Regions from separate parts of the Pan troglodytes genome. Here regions 1 and 3 are each linked to region 2. A link is a contact called in public Hi-C data. All regions are on one chromosome and are shown on one strand. Each heading gives the region's core, a stretch centred on a gene start, on an enhancer-like site or on the middle of the called end of the contact. The rest is flanking DNA. Distances are from core to core; before and after follow the strand shown.

Region 1 (4,312 bases), core at 771-3,270, 240 kb after region 2:
TAGTTTAACTTAATGTGGTCTTGGTAATCTAATAATGATCACCCCTAAGGCAAGGGTCAAGACTGATGCTGATAGACTATTTGACTTTCTCATAATCCTAGTTGGCTACTAAGTAAAGGGGTTGGCAGAGTGAGTGCACCCAGAACACTTCTGTTATGGACGTCATCTGAGAAAGCTTATTTTCTTCTGCGCCCTTTCCAAACCACTGCATCTGCAATGCCACGTTGTCATGTGCTGAGACTTGGTGGTACATCTGCTTTGCAGCTAGAAGTCATGGTACACCTGCAGGTGTGTGCGGTCCAGCTGCAGACTCACACACCCGACTCGCGGTTGTCTGCACCTGCAGAAGAATGGCTAACGGGGTTCCTATATTGAAGTACAAATCTGACCTTCATAGAGACTTTTGAGAAACATTTATTCTTTTATTTTATTTGTTTATTTATTTACTTTGAGACGGATCTCCCTCTGTCGCCCAGGCTGGAGTGCAGTGGCACGATCTCGGCTCACTGCAAGCTCCGCCTCCCAGGTTCACGCCATTCTCCTGCCTCAGCCTCCCGAGTAGCTGGGACTACAGGTGCCTGCCACCATGCCTGGCTAATTTTTTGTATTTTTAGTAGAGATGGGTTTCACTGTGTTATCAAGGATGGTCTCCATCTCCTGATCTCGTGATCCGCCTCGGCCTCCCAAAGTGCTGGGATTACAGGCGTGAGCCACCGCGCCCGGCCCCATTTATTTGTTTTTTTAAAGTTATGTTGGTTTTTACATAAGAGAGCAGTTGTGCAATAAGATGGAGAGAAGTTAAGAATATGATTCTCAGTTAGAATCCCAGAAGGTAAACTTGACTGTGTGTGTGGTTTGTTTGTTTGTTTGTTTGTTTTTAGACATCCTAGGTTAAATCTGGCTTCGAATTGTGTTCATTTAGGTTGGTGAACTAAGTGCACTTATTTCCAAAACATTTCATCTCACCTAGGGAGTGGTCAAAGGGTAGTATTAAGAGCTTGTGTTTATTATTTTATCCAACTTGTCAACTTAATCACTTTGTCTTCTTCCCTAACTAGAGTCATTATTGCGGAACTTGATCATCTCCTTATGTACATACAGACATAATTGGTGTCTACCAACATACTGAATGGAATGTAGAACATAGATTGCTGATTTGTGAGGGATCATCTGCTGAGTTACCCTAATATTGATTGCTCCTGTCCACAGAGCTGGGTCTACACGAGTTAGCATTCATTAGAACTGTGAAGGTTTCCATTTTCCTGTCTTATCTGAGAAAAGCCCAAAAGGTTTATTCTCAGAGCACACCACAGTACAATGTGGGTCACTGACACCTGTTGCTCTCTGGGGACTGTAAAGTTCTCTTTAGAGTCAAGAGATTAATTAGACTAAAAGAAGGGGGCAATTAAGGCCCTTGAGAAAGCGAATAAATGTCCATTTCCATGCTTACATCATAGGATTCTTTGGGTAAAGAATAAACTGGTAGAGAAGGGTCTGAGGCAAGAAATGGTGAAGGAATGAAAGAAGGACTGCCTGAACCCATGTAGACCACTTGTGGCTACTTTGGTTTCCTTCTGGGGTCATGAGCACTTTGATGTTGACATTCAAGAGGGCATCAAATTATTATCCAAAATATTAGAAGCCGTTTGCTTTTATTTACCAAATGAGAAGAAACTAAACACAGATAGAAGCCACGAGTATTTTTCTTCCTAAAAAGAAGCTCAGAAGCTGGCCCCCACATGCGTATATACCTTGTAAAACGTGAGTCCCTGGGCTCAGTTTCATAGTATGCAATGGGGTTGGGTCTTGGGAACAATGCTGCTGTTGTTTCTAAGCTCAAACAGCACTCACCATCAATGGTATCTCTTTAAGGGAAATCCAGGGAAATGCTCTTGCCAGCGCTGTGATTTTATTTGCTAGAGGCCAGGTGGCAATGACATGCATTGGTTCCATAGCTACGTGACTGTGCTGCCAGAAAACATATAATGACTGTGACAGCCAGTGTATCCTGGGCAGGATGAGGGCAGCCCTGATACCCTCTTTTATTTCCCACCTTATCCTCTCTTGCCTTTCCCCTCCTGGGGCCTGTGATATGCGGAGAATGTGGTTTTCGTAATGGTTACTATCTGCTCTTGCTATTAACACTTGCCTCCTGTCTCGGTCCATCTTGGAACTTGATGAGAGACAAGGCAATGCCTGTAGGAGTGTTCTGCAGGCCTCTGAATGGGTCAGCAGGGTTGGCAGCACCTGCCTGTCTTAGCAATTGAAAGGAGGTGGAGAGTCTGTGCTTTTCATCCTCCCTGTGTGTGGCACAGTGGCTCTGTCAGAATGACCTGGTGGGGAGGGTACTTCCTGGGCATCGTGGTCAGCTGCTCCTGGCTGAAATGTGTGGGTAGTGACATGGAGCAATGTGAAATCCAGGGAAACAGAGTGCTCATTTAATATGCTGCAGATTGAGGAGACACCTACCAGTGGAGCCTGCAATGCCAGGCCCAGTAGGACTGCACAAAGAAATGCAATACCCATTTCTCATCTTCTGGGAGCTCTTACCAGAGAGGCAGTTTCTAATTGCAGTTTCTCTACTGATGTGTGGTTGGGGCTTTCACATTTCTCTAATGTTTCCTCATCTATATAATCCTTGATGAAAGAATTGTAAGAACTCCTAGTTTCAACAGATACTTTTTTTCCCCTCTGAACTCCTGAAGCATTTTTAAAAATCTTTACCATCCATTTGACATTGCTCTTGTATTTCCTTTTTTCATATATATTGCTTTGGGGGCCTGAGTGTTTTCTAGGTCGAGGCTAAGCCCTTCAAGGATACGAACCATGTATCTTCTTCTTCCTCTTAAAAAAATTTCTCTAATGCTCACAACTGAGTTCTGCAGATAGTAACCATGACATTAATATTTGTTCATGACAACGTTATATTCTCACTCCATCTCCCAAGGAAATTGTGAGGCAAGTGTGTAAATATATTGAAAATGTTGTTCAGTTCTTCAAAGAAAAGATAAACTCAAGAAATTATTTTCCTAATGTGGTTTTTTTAATGCAGATATAAAGTCACAAGGTAAGAATATCTCAAGGCTTCACATTTCCTCATCTTCCTCTTTCTGGCTACTGACCATAGCATATACCCCTGGGTTTTATACTGGCACCAAAATAATCCTTTTTCCCACCTCACTCCCAATATTCACTGTATTGAATTTGTCTTTGGGACCAGACTTCTCAGTCTAGTGTTTTGGACTATTAAGTAAGAGATTTGAGGGATTTTTCCATTAAGATGACAGATAGATTAGGTTTGATAGATTAGGATAGTGATTCCTAATTTGGTTTTGAGGTCTGTTTAGGGGAGGGAAGGTTTTTATCTTATGGAAACTTTTATCTTACAAGAGTTCTCTTCCCGTCCCAAGTTCTGAGCCCACTGAGAAATAAGACAAGAGTATTGAGGCAGACGGGGGCCAGAATGCAACTATGTGACTGAGGGCAATGAGCTAACTTGCCACCTGCCTGTTCCCCAGTCTAGCCTGGTCGCAGGCCACCTGCAGGAAAGTTTTGAGTCTACAGGCACCTGTCTGTGTGAAGAGGGAAGGAGAAAGAGGCCCAAATCCCTGCTAACCCTGCTCAAAATTATATAGATTCACCCTATCCAAGGAGGGGGCATAGGCCACGTTGGCTTTAGCCCCAGCCGGGTTACTCATTCCACACCCTTGGGGAAGAAAAGGTTGGAGCAAGAGGTCAGAGGGCATAAGGGAAATCCTCCCCCATAGAAAGCTGGGGTGGGGCGTGGCGTTTCCTTCCTGCTCTGGCCATATTTCTGTTCCGTGCACCCCATCAGGCCTACCCGCCCCCAGCTCACTCAAGCCTTCTTACCTGTTGTGTTTTCTTCGTGGCGCTTGGGCTTCTGCATCCGACTGCTGGTTTATTGTTAGTCTCCTCTATTAGAATGTTAGCTCAGTGAAAGCAAAAGCCTTGTCGGTCTCATGGACTGCATGTATCTCAGTATTTAAAACCGTGCCAAGCACATAGGAGGCATTTGATCAATATTTGTTGAATGAATAAACACATAGATGTTGTTTGATGCCTCTGCTCACACTCTTTAATTACCTGGACATCCCTGGTGCCCTGTCTTGTCTGGCAAGCCTGCAGGAGCTAGTTAAGCAATTGTGGTCTCTTCTTGCTCTGTATGTAGCTCATCAGTTGGCAGTAGTTGGCATGTGTGCATGTGTGTGCTCTCATGTAGGTGAGTGTGCATGTGTGTATCTTTGTGTGCATGTGTGTGCACCTACATACCTGTATCCTTTTGGGCATATGT
Region 2 (4,015 bases), core at 664-3,163:
GTGTTGGGGGCGGGGGTGAGGATAGGGGTAAGGGGACATTTTACCCGGTTATGCTCTTACGTACTAACTTTCACCTTGACAAAGCTTGTCAACGAAAACAAAACCAGTCAGAGCCTTTTCAGGAAACTGATGTTAACTGTCCACTAGAGGCTGTAATGAGACCAACAATGTCACTTTAGACCAACCCGAGGTTTAAACCGTAACAATAATCGATTTTTAAATGGAAAAAAAAAAGTTGTAGAAATCAGTAAGAGTGAACACTAGTAGTTATACTTAAATAGCCACATATATGTGCATGGTATTTCAAAAATGTGAGAAAAAAATATCTCCGGGGCTCTGCACCTTCCTCGCTCGTATGTTTATTTTTATTTATGAAGCACGTAGGCTCTTGCAGGCCAGAGTTGTGTAAAAACTGACACTTTTTTTTGGTCATCCTGTGCCCTGCCTCAGTTGGTGACTAACCGTTAGGTCATAAGTAAACTCAGCCAAAAGATCTCTCAAATACAGCTTACGGTCAAGATTGGTGGCTTTCAGAAAGAAACTTACGCGAAGGGATCATGTTTCCAGACACTTAGTTCTACGCACCTGAAGAAGGTCAAATGTCGCCCGACACCTACCGGCCTTCCAGAATCATCTGCAACAAGAACGCCGCACTGAGCGCCCTTAGTCTGGAGGCGCCTCCTAGTCCTCCAGGTGCCACACCTGTTGGCAAGGTGCACCCATCCGAAGAAGATTCCTTCGCGTGGAGGTCACACCTGGCGGCGAGACAGGCGGAGGGGCGGGGTGGTGGGAGTCGGAGACCGCACTGAAACCCTGAGTCCAGATTTAAGTTCCTCGTCGATTCTCGAGAACTGCCATTTGATGCTCCGGTTGCTTTCTCTGTCTCCTACACTGGTTACCTCATTTCCGATTAAATTAATGATCCGAAATTAGCTGCGAGAGGAGTGCGCGGGTCTCCTTTCCAGGCTAGAGCGGAGTAGTTCCATATCAAAGCCGATTTCCGGACCTGCGTGCGAAGAGAGAAAGAGGGCAGGGTCGGGCGGTCGCCAGCGTTCGCCGGCAGGAAAGGTGAGGGTACCTGTGCAGTCGGGGGACCCCTTGAAACTTTCCGGAGTTGCACGCAGAGGCAATCCCCGCGGCCCCCAGGCCTGGGTTCCGGAACGCCGAAGCGACGCCGGTTTGCGGCTTAACGTGCAGCTGCTGATCAGAGTGAGCCCTCTCAGATGCTGCTCCGAGCGCCTGGGACCAAGGACACGTCGGGATTAGAATTGGCCGACCTCCCCTCCCCACTGGGGTGTTGCATCGGCTCCCAGCTGAAGCCTGACAGCCCTTGGGGGAGTCCCCCAGGTTGCCTGAGTAGCGCCCCGTTGTCGTTCAGTCCCCTCCAACTAGGTGCAGGGACCCAGGGAGGCGCGCGAGGACCGACCCGTCACCGCTCAAATTACCTCATCGCCCAGCTCCCCGCCCCCTTCCCAAACCTGGAAGGAACCTTGCCCTCCGATCCTCGTCTCCCCTCCCCCGCACCCCATCCCGAGCCACTCTTTGAGAAAGATGCCCGCCTCCCCGGGCGGCGCGCAGCGAAGGGTTAAGGGCGCGGGCCGGCCGCCGCGCGGTGCGCTCGCCGTGCTCTGTGCGGCTCGCCGGGCCGCCCGCCAGAGGGTGCCCCCCACCCCCATGAAGTCGGATCCTTGAGCTGCGGCGGCGGCAGCCAACTGCTCCATATTTGGCTTCTATTACACATTTACATACTGGAGCGAGCGAGCGAGCGAGCGCGAGAGAGCGCGAGGGAGGGAGGGCGGGCGGGCGGAGGGAGGAGGGAGGGGAGGGGAGCGGGAGGAGGGGGAGGAGGAGGAGGAGGAGGAGGAGAGAGCAGAGTATACCGCAGACATCATTTCTACTACAGTGGCGGAGCCGTACAGGACCTGTTTCACTGCAGGGGGATCCAAAACAAGCCCCGTGGAGCAGCAGCCAGAGCAACAGCAGCCGCAAGACATTGTTTCTCTCCCTCTGCCCCCCCTTCCCCACGCAACCCCAGATCCATTTACACTTTACAGTAAGTGACTATTTTTTTTTCCTCCTCCGATTCTTTCCCCCCTCCCCCATTCCCTTCTCCCCTTATTTAGATTAAAATCCCTCCTCCCCCGATCTCCCGAGAGGGGCAAAAGCAACAACCAGCAAACAAACCCAAAACCCCAATCGGCTGCACGGAAAACAGCTGGAAGAGGAGCGAAGGAAATCGACGCGTCGTGTTCTGTGTGCGTGTGTGTGTGTGTGTGTGTATGTGTGTACATACAACCGTCCCCGGCTCCAGGCTCCCGGGCCGACACCCCCACTCTGGGCGCAGGGGCGGCCGGCGGGGGGGCTGTCAGGGGCTGGGTGGGCGCCCGCCGGGCTAGGGGGCGCGCCCGGGCGGGGGGCGCGGGCGGGGAGAGCGGCGGCGGCGCCCCGCTCCCCCGGCTGCTGGTCCGGTCGCGAGTGCGGAGAGCCATGTCCTCCTCCCTCCGGGTGGCGCAGGGGGGAGGCGGCGGCGGCCGAGGTTGGGGGGGTGGTCCCTTTCCCGGCCGCCCTCTTCCCATTCCTCCTCCCCGGAGAGGGCGGTGAGAGAGAGGGGGTCTCACGGAGGGCTGGACTTCTCCGCGGGTGGTCGCCCGGCCTCGGCGCCCTGGGGCGGGGGTCTCCCCTCGGAGGGCCGGCCTCGCCGGGTGTGCGGCTGCGGGCGGGGAAGGGACTGCTCCTGCAGCCGGGACGGGACTTTGCGCGCGGCCGGGTGCCGGGCGGGGGGCGCAGAGGGGTGGCCTCGGGGACCGCGCGGGGGTAGCGGGTGTGCGGGTGCCTGGAGCGCGGCTGGAGTGGCGGTGACGGCCCTGGCCGCCGCCGCCACCGCCGCCCTGTTAGTGCGGCCGCTTCCTGATCATGTGCAGCGGCAGCCGCCGCCCGGAGCCGGGAGCCCGCGAGCGCCCCAGTCCGGGCCGGCGCCCCCGCCAGCACCCGCGGCAGGAGACGAGGAGCCGCGGCAGGCGCTGCCCTGAGCCGGGAGTGAACGGCTGCGCGGCTGCTGGGAGGGTGAATGAAGCCAGGAGGAGGGGAAGGAGGAGGAGGAGGCGGCGGCCGCGGAGGAGGCGCTGCGGGGATTGGGATGCGCCCTGGAGCCCCACTGCTCGTTCACTCTGGGCCGGGCCGGAGACTCTGCCACTCCCGGGGGCGCCGCCGCCGCCTCCTACGTGGTTCCAGTGCTGCGCGCAGGCCGGTCCCGCAGGGGGCAGGGAAGGGGGCCGGACGGGCGGAGCGAGAGGTGAGGCGGTGTCGGAGCGCGGCGTGAGTGTGAGTGTGTGTGTGTGTGAGTGAGTGTGTGTGTGTGTATTTGTGTGTGCGCGCGCGCGCCGGGCGGGGGGCGAGGGCCGTCGCGACGCGGAGGGAGCCCTTCCTTGGCTACTTGGCTGACTCTGCAGCGCCCCGACCCCTCTTCAGCCCCCCGCCTTCAGGCTGCCTTCTTAAACTCCGTGGCTTGTGCTTTCATTTTGTTTCAGACCACGTAGGGGGCTGACTGAAAGGGATGAAACAATTCAGGTTTTCTAGGGAGATTGAGCAAGAACCTTAGTGGGGGGTGGAAGTAGGGTGGTGATCGAGACTCTGCCAGAAAACAAAACAAAACAAAACAAAAAAAAATCAGTTTCTAAGGACGGCGGGGGTTCGGTTCGAGCCCGTGGCTGCTCTGTTTTGTTTTGCTTTCTTGGTATATAATCCTACAGATAAAAGGGTAATATAAATATTTGAGAAGAGGGAAATTGCTGAAGAGTAGTAAGGGCAAAAAAAAAAAAAAAAAAAAAAAGCCAGTCGGAAGAAGCTGGTTATATAATGCGCGATGTGGCTAACAAGAAAGGCAAGCTATTTTTATTTTGTTTACCGTATGCTGTGCAGTAGGGACTCCTCCAAACTGGTTCTGTCCCCGAAGAGATTCTTAGCTTCCCTGTGAGATCCACAGGATACAATTAGCAAAATTAGAAGACCCTGTTAC
Region 3 (4,234 bases), core at 578-3,077, 210 kb before region 2:
GTAGCTGGGATTACAGGTGCCCACCACCACGCATAGCTAATTTTTGTATTTTTAGTAGAGACAGGGTTTCACCATGTTGGCCAGGCTGGTCTCGAATTCCTGACCTCAGGCGATCCACCAGCCTTAGCCTCCCAAAGTGCTGGGATTACAGGTGTGACCCACTGCGCCTAGCCTATATATTTCTTATTATATCACAATATGACAGCTGTATCATCCTATTCCTTTATAGCTTTTGTCATAAGTGTTGCTCTTAGAAAGTCTTTTCTTATACCAACACAATATAAATATTTACCTATATTTTCTTCTGTAGTCGAATTGTAAGGTCCACAGGTGCAGTTGGTGCAGTTAATTATATTCCTCATTTCCTGAGACATTATCGGTAGTTAATCTTCCTAGGTCCCTCTTTACTTTTTAAAATCCCTTTTATCCATGTTTCCTATTCCAGTTCCCCCATACAACCAGTCCAATGTGTTAAATATGTATCTTTTTTGTATGCATTTGTTTTTGCTAAATATGTATTGTATAATGCTCACACATTTTAAGTGGCATAAGTGATACTGCGTTGTATATCTTATTCTGTGTCTTACATGTTTTGCTCAGGACTACATTTTTAGGGTCCCTCCTTGATGTTAGTGTGCCTCAGGTCCATTGCTACTAACTTCTGCTTGGCCTTCGGTAGTATGCATGCCCCACATTTCACCCAATAGCCCTCCCAGGAATGGACGCGCTGCTCACCTCCATCTTCCACCACTGTAAACAACAAACACTGCATTTGCTTAGGGACCTGTGTGAGAGGAAACTCACTGCACCAACATGAAGGACTTCGACCAAGATGAACATAGACAAAGTTAGTGGATGACAAAGAGTAAAATGATCTTTGCAGACCCTAAACTAACAAGAGACCGATATCTAGAACATACAAGGAACTTTCTTACATCAACCGGAAAAATACAGAAACTCTAATAGAAATTTGGCAAAAAAATATAAACTGGCATTTTACAAAAATGCAGGGCTGGGCGAAGTGGCTCATGCCTGTAATCCCAATACTTTCGGAGGCCGAGGAGGGCAGATCATTTGAGCCCAAGAGTTCGAGACCAGCCTGGGAAACATGGTGAAACTCTGTCTCTACAAGAAATACAAAAATTAGCCCAGTGTGATGGCTCGCACCTGTAGTTTCAGCTACTTGGGAGGCTGAGGTGGGAGGATGGCTTGAGCCCAGGAGGCAGAGTTTGCAGTCAACCGAGATTATGCCACTGCACTCCAGCCTGAGTGACAGCGTGAGACTCTATCTCAAAATAAAATAAAATAAAATAAAATAAAATAAAATGAAATAGAAACTTCCCAAAATTAACAAGTGTATAAAGAGATGTTCAAATTCACTTGTAATCAGAGAAATGCATTTTAAAACACTAATGAGCTTATTAGAATGCAGAAACCAGAAACTAGACAATCTCAGATGTTGGTGTGGATTTGGGGGCACAGACCCCTTCTTGCACTTGAAATGGAAGGGTGGCAGACATTCGGGAGAGCAATCTGGCAGTGCTTGGTGAAATTAAGTGCCTACAATGCTCCTGTCCCAGAAACTCCACTTTTTTACCAACACTTTCATAGTTTGGGTTTTTGTTTATTTTTAACACACAAATATTTCATCCATCTGGGATTTATTTTGTTGTAAAGTGTAAGTATTTAGCAATATTTATTTTCTCCAAATGTTTGGCCAGTTGACCTAACACTTTTGAATAACACCTCCTTTCCCCCACTGTCCTGTCACTCCTAACTTCTCATAGATTCCTGGGTCTGTGTCCAAGTGTTAGATGTCTAAGTATTGTATCTCGGGGCTGCTAAGCAGTGAGCACTTGGAGAATGTTTAATCCTTCCTGTGTTTTACGCTTTGATGTCAAGAGCCACGAACTAACTACAGATCCAGAGAAAAAACTGTCACAGAAACCAAGGGCTGTTTTCCTTGGTACTTACACATTCTTGCTGGGTAGAACTTTGGTTTTAGGCTGTTATTCTTAAACGAGCCCCTTCTCACACTCCTTCCCTCCTTCCTGGTTGCCCAGCCTTCTGATAGCATCTTCTTTGACTCAAGAAGTCAGATGTTTTTCTCTCTTCTCTCTCTGTTTTTTTCTCCCTTTGTCTCTCTCCTCCTCCCTCTTTCTCTCTTCCTGCTCCTCCTACTCTCTCTCTTCCCTCTATTCCATCTACCTTCCCCTCTCTTCCATCTACCCTTCCTTCCTTCCTTCCTCTCCCTCCTTCCTTCCCTCCCTTTCTTTCTCCTTCCTTCTTTTTCTTTCTTTCTTTTTTTTCTTTCTTTCCTTCCTTCCTTCCCCTCTTTCTTTCCTTTCTTTCTTTCTTTTTCTTTTCTTTCTTTCTCTCTCCCTCCCTTTCTTTTCTTTCTTTTCTTTCTCTCTCTCTCCCTCCCTCTCTTTTCTTTCTTTCTTTTTCTTTCTCTCTCTCCCTCCCCCCTCTCTTTTCTTTCTTTCTTCTTCTTCTTCTTTCTTTCTCTGTTTCTTTTCTTCTTTCTTTCTTTCTTCTCCCCCTTTCTCCCTCCCTCTTCCCTTTATCTCTCTCACTGAGTGCCACACTAATCCTGTTTCAAAAAGAAAGTTTAAAGTCCTGAACAAAGTTTGGAAATCAGAAAACCCCTCTGGAGATTAGTAATTTGGAGATTTCACTCAGCCCAAATTAAAAAAAAAAAAATCCTTCAGAATTGAAGTACCTCTTTGTTTCATCATAGCAGGCCTGGTGGCACTCAGGCGGGTCTTGCCTCCCTGTACAGGCTCATTCTAACTACCAGCCACAAGGCGTCTGACCACAGAGGGTTAAAAGCCTAAGAAGCAGCAAGGATGCTTGAAAACCACCTTCACATTAGGGAGAGAAAGTCACATCCAAGGCTGCAGAAAAGTGTGTCTGCTTGAAGAATGTCAGTCACTTTTGTTTTAAGAGACACAGACAGCACTTAAAGGCTGTCAATCATTTCTTATGAGAGGAGACAAGAAACTTTTAACATATGAATTGCCAATATTTTCTACAGTAAATTAGAAATATATATATATATATATATATATATATTTTAGTACATGTGAAAAATTATTATCTGCCAGCTTGGGCCATGTCTTTTCCATGAGACTATTTGGAGTAGCATTTACTACCTGTCAGATTTTTTTTTTAAGTTTAAATAGATGTATTAAAACATAAAGAAAAGGATCTGGTCTGACCCCCCTTGACTGTAATGCTCTGTAGTCAATTTGGAAACTGACAATTTGCTAAAGTAAGAAGCTATCCTGCTGGACAAAGTTGACGTCCAAATAGTGCTGTCTGCTACAGCAGCCACCAGATACATGGGGCCATTTAAATTTAATTAAAATTCAATAAAACGTTCGTTGCAGTCACACCAGCTTCATTTCAAGTGCTCAATAGCCCCATGTGGTTAAGTGGCTACTGTACTGAACAGCACAGATAGAACATATTTCCGTGATCACAAAAAGTTCTCTTGGACAATGATGTTTTGACTCTCGCTACTCAAAGTATGCCTTGAACCAGCAACATCAGCATTGCCTGAGAGCAGCACTGGCTTCCTGGCACATGACCTGAGCAGAGGTGTAGGGCTTTGAGCTCAGGAACTGTTTGAGACTGTTGCCCAGCCTGGTCTTGAACTCTGGGGCTCAAGCGATCTGCCTGTCTTGGCCTCCTAAAGTGCTGGGATTACAGGTGTGAGCTACTTTGCCCAGCTCTGTGTTTTCATAAAATTATAGTTTATATTTTTTGTCCAATTTCTATTGGCGTTTCTGTATTTTTCCTGTTGATTTGAGAAACCACTAAACCACTAACCACTTGCTTTAGTGCTTTGTCATCGCCATCTTGGAATTGTTAATGATTTTTGAACAAGGAGTCCTGTATTTTGCACTGGGCTCCACAAATTATGTAGCCAGTCCTACTTGAGAGCTTGCTCCAAAAGCAGAGGCTCAGGCCTCACCACCCACCTACTGAATCAGAATCTACATGTAACAAGGCCACCAGCTGAATCTTCGGGACATTAAACTTTGAAAACACGATCCAGAAGTGTAGTCTTCAAACATTTTAAGTATATGTAACTTTTTCTTCAAATTGATTACGTTTCTTTTAAAATTAAATTTGCACAGAGCCAAATATATAGAATAGATTACAATAATTATGCCTTTTAGTCAATTTATATAGTCATGGTTTGGCTATGAATAATAACTGGTTGTTT

Evidence for each region. A called contact is a pair of places that touch in the nucleus more often than the background predicts.
Region 1: a Hi-C map of stem cell-derived neural progenitor cells shows a contact between it and region 2, with 4 times the contacts expected there. The contact joins the enhancer-like site here to the promoter of LOC134810271 in region 2. A contact is called at or near these places in 4 of 7 Hi-C or Micro-C datasets (blood, a lymphoblastoid cell line and stem cell-derived neural progenitor cells) and 1 of 1 datasets of contacts at active chromatin or transcription factors (stem cell-derived excitatory neurons).
Region 3: a Hi-C map of stem cell-derived neural progenitor cells shows a contact between it and region 2, with 7 times the contacts expected there. The contact joins the enhancer-like site here to the promoter of LOC134810271 in region 2. A contact is called at or near these places in 4 of 7 Hi-C or Micro-C datasets (blood, induced pluripotent stem cells and stem cell-derived neural progenitor cells), 1 of 1 datasets of contacts at active chromatin or transcription factors (stem cell-derived excitatory neurons) and 1 of 1 other capture datasets (stem cell-derived neural stem cells).

What each region holds. Positions count from the first base shown.
Region 1 is chr5:22,476,364-22,480,675 of NHGRI_mPanTro3-v2.0_pri, reverse strand. The region is part of intron 3 of LOC134810274 (a long non-coding RNA gene); the gene reads left to right. Among named protein-coding and RNA genes, the nearest start is that of ATXN1, 190 kb to the right of the region's middle. Within about 2 kb of position 2,020, at least 4 of the 24 cell types and tissues checked have an H3K27ac peak or open chromatin away from gene starts, as enhancers often do. A contact at or near this core is called in stem cell-derived neural progenitor cells, where this site is marked.
Region 2 is chr5:22,717,802-22,721,816 of NHGRI_mPanTro3-v2.0_pri, reverse strand. LOC134810271 reads left to right here and starts at 1,913. Exons shown (of 3, transcript XR_010157909.1): 1 at 1,913-2,053. LOC134810272 (a long non-coding RNA gene) reads right to left here and starts at 1,661. Exons shown (of 5, transcript XR_010157911.1): 1 at 1,079-1,661; 2 at 586-1,006.
Region 3 is chr5:22,924,389-22,928,622 of NHGRI_mPanTro3-v2.0_pri, reverse strand. All of the region lies in intron 3 of LOC107975075 (a long non-coding RNA gene), which reads left to right. Among named protein-coding and RNA genes, the nearest start is that of STMND1, 47 kb to the left of the region's middle. Within about 2 kb of position 1,827, at least 1 of the 24 cell types and tissues checked has an H3K27ac peak or open chromatin away from gene starts, as enhancers often do. A contact at or near this core is called in stem cell-derived neural progenitor cells, where this site is marked.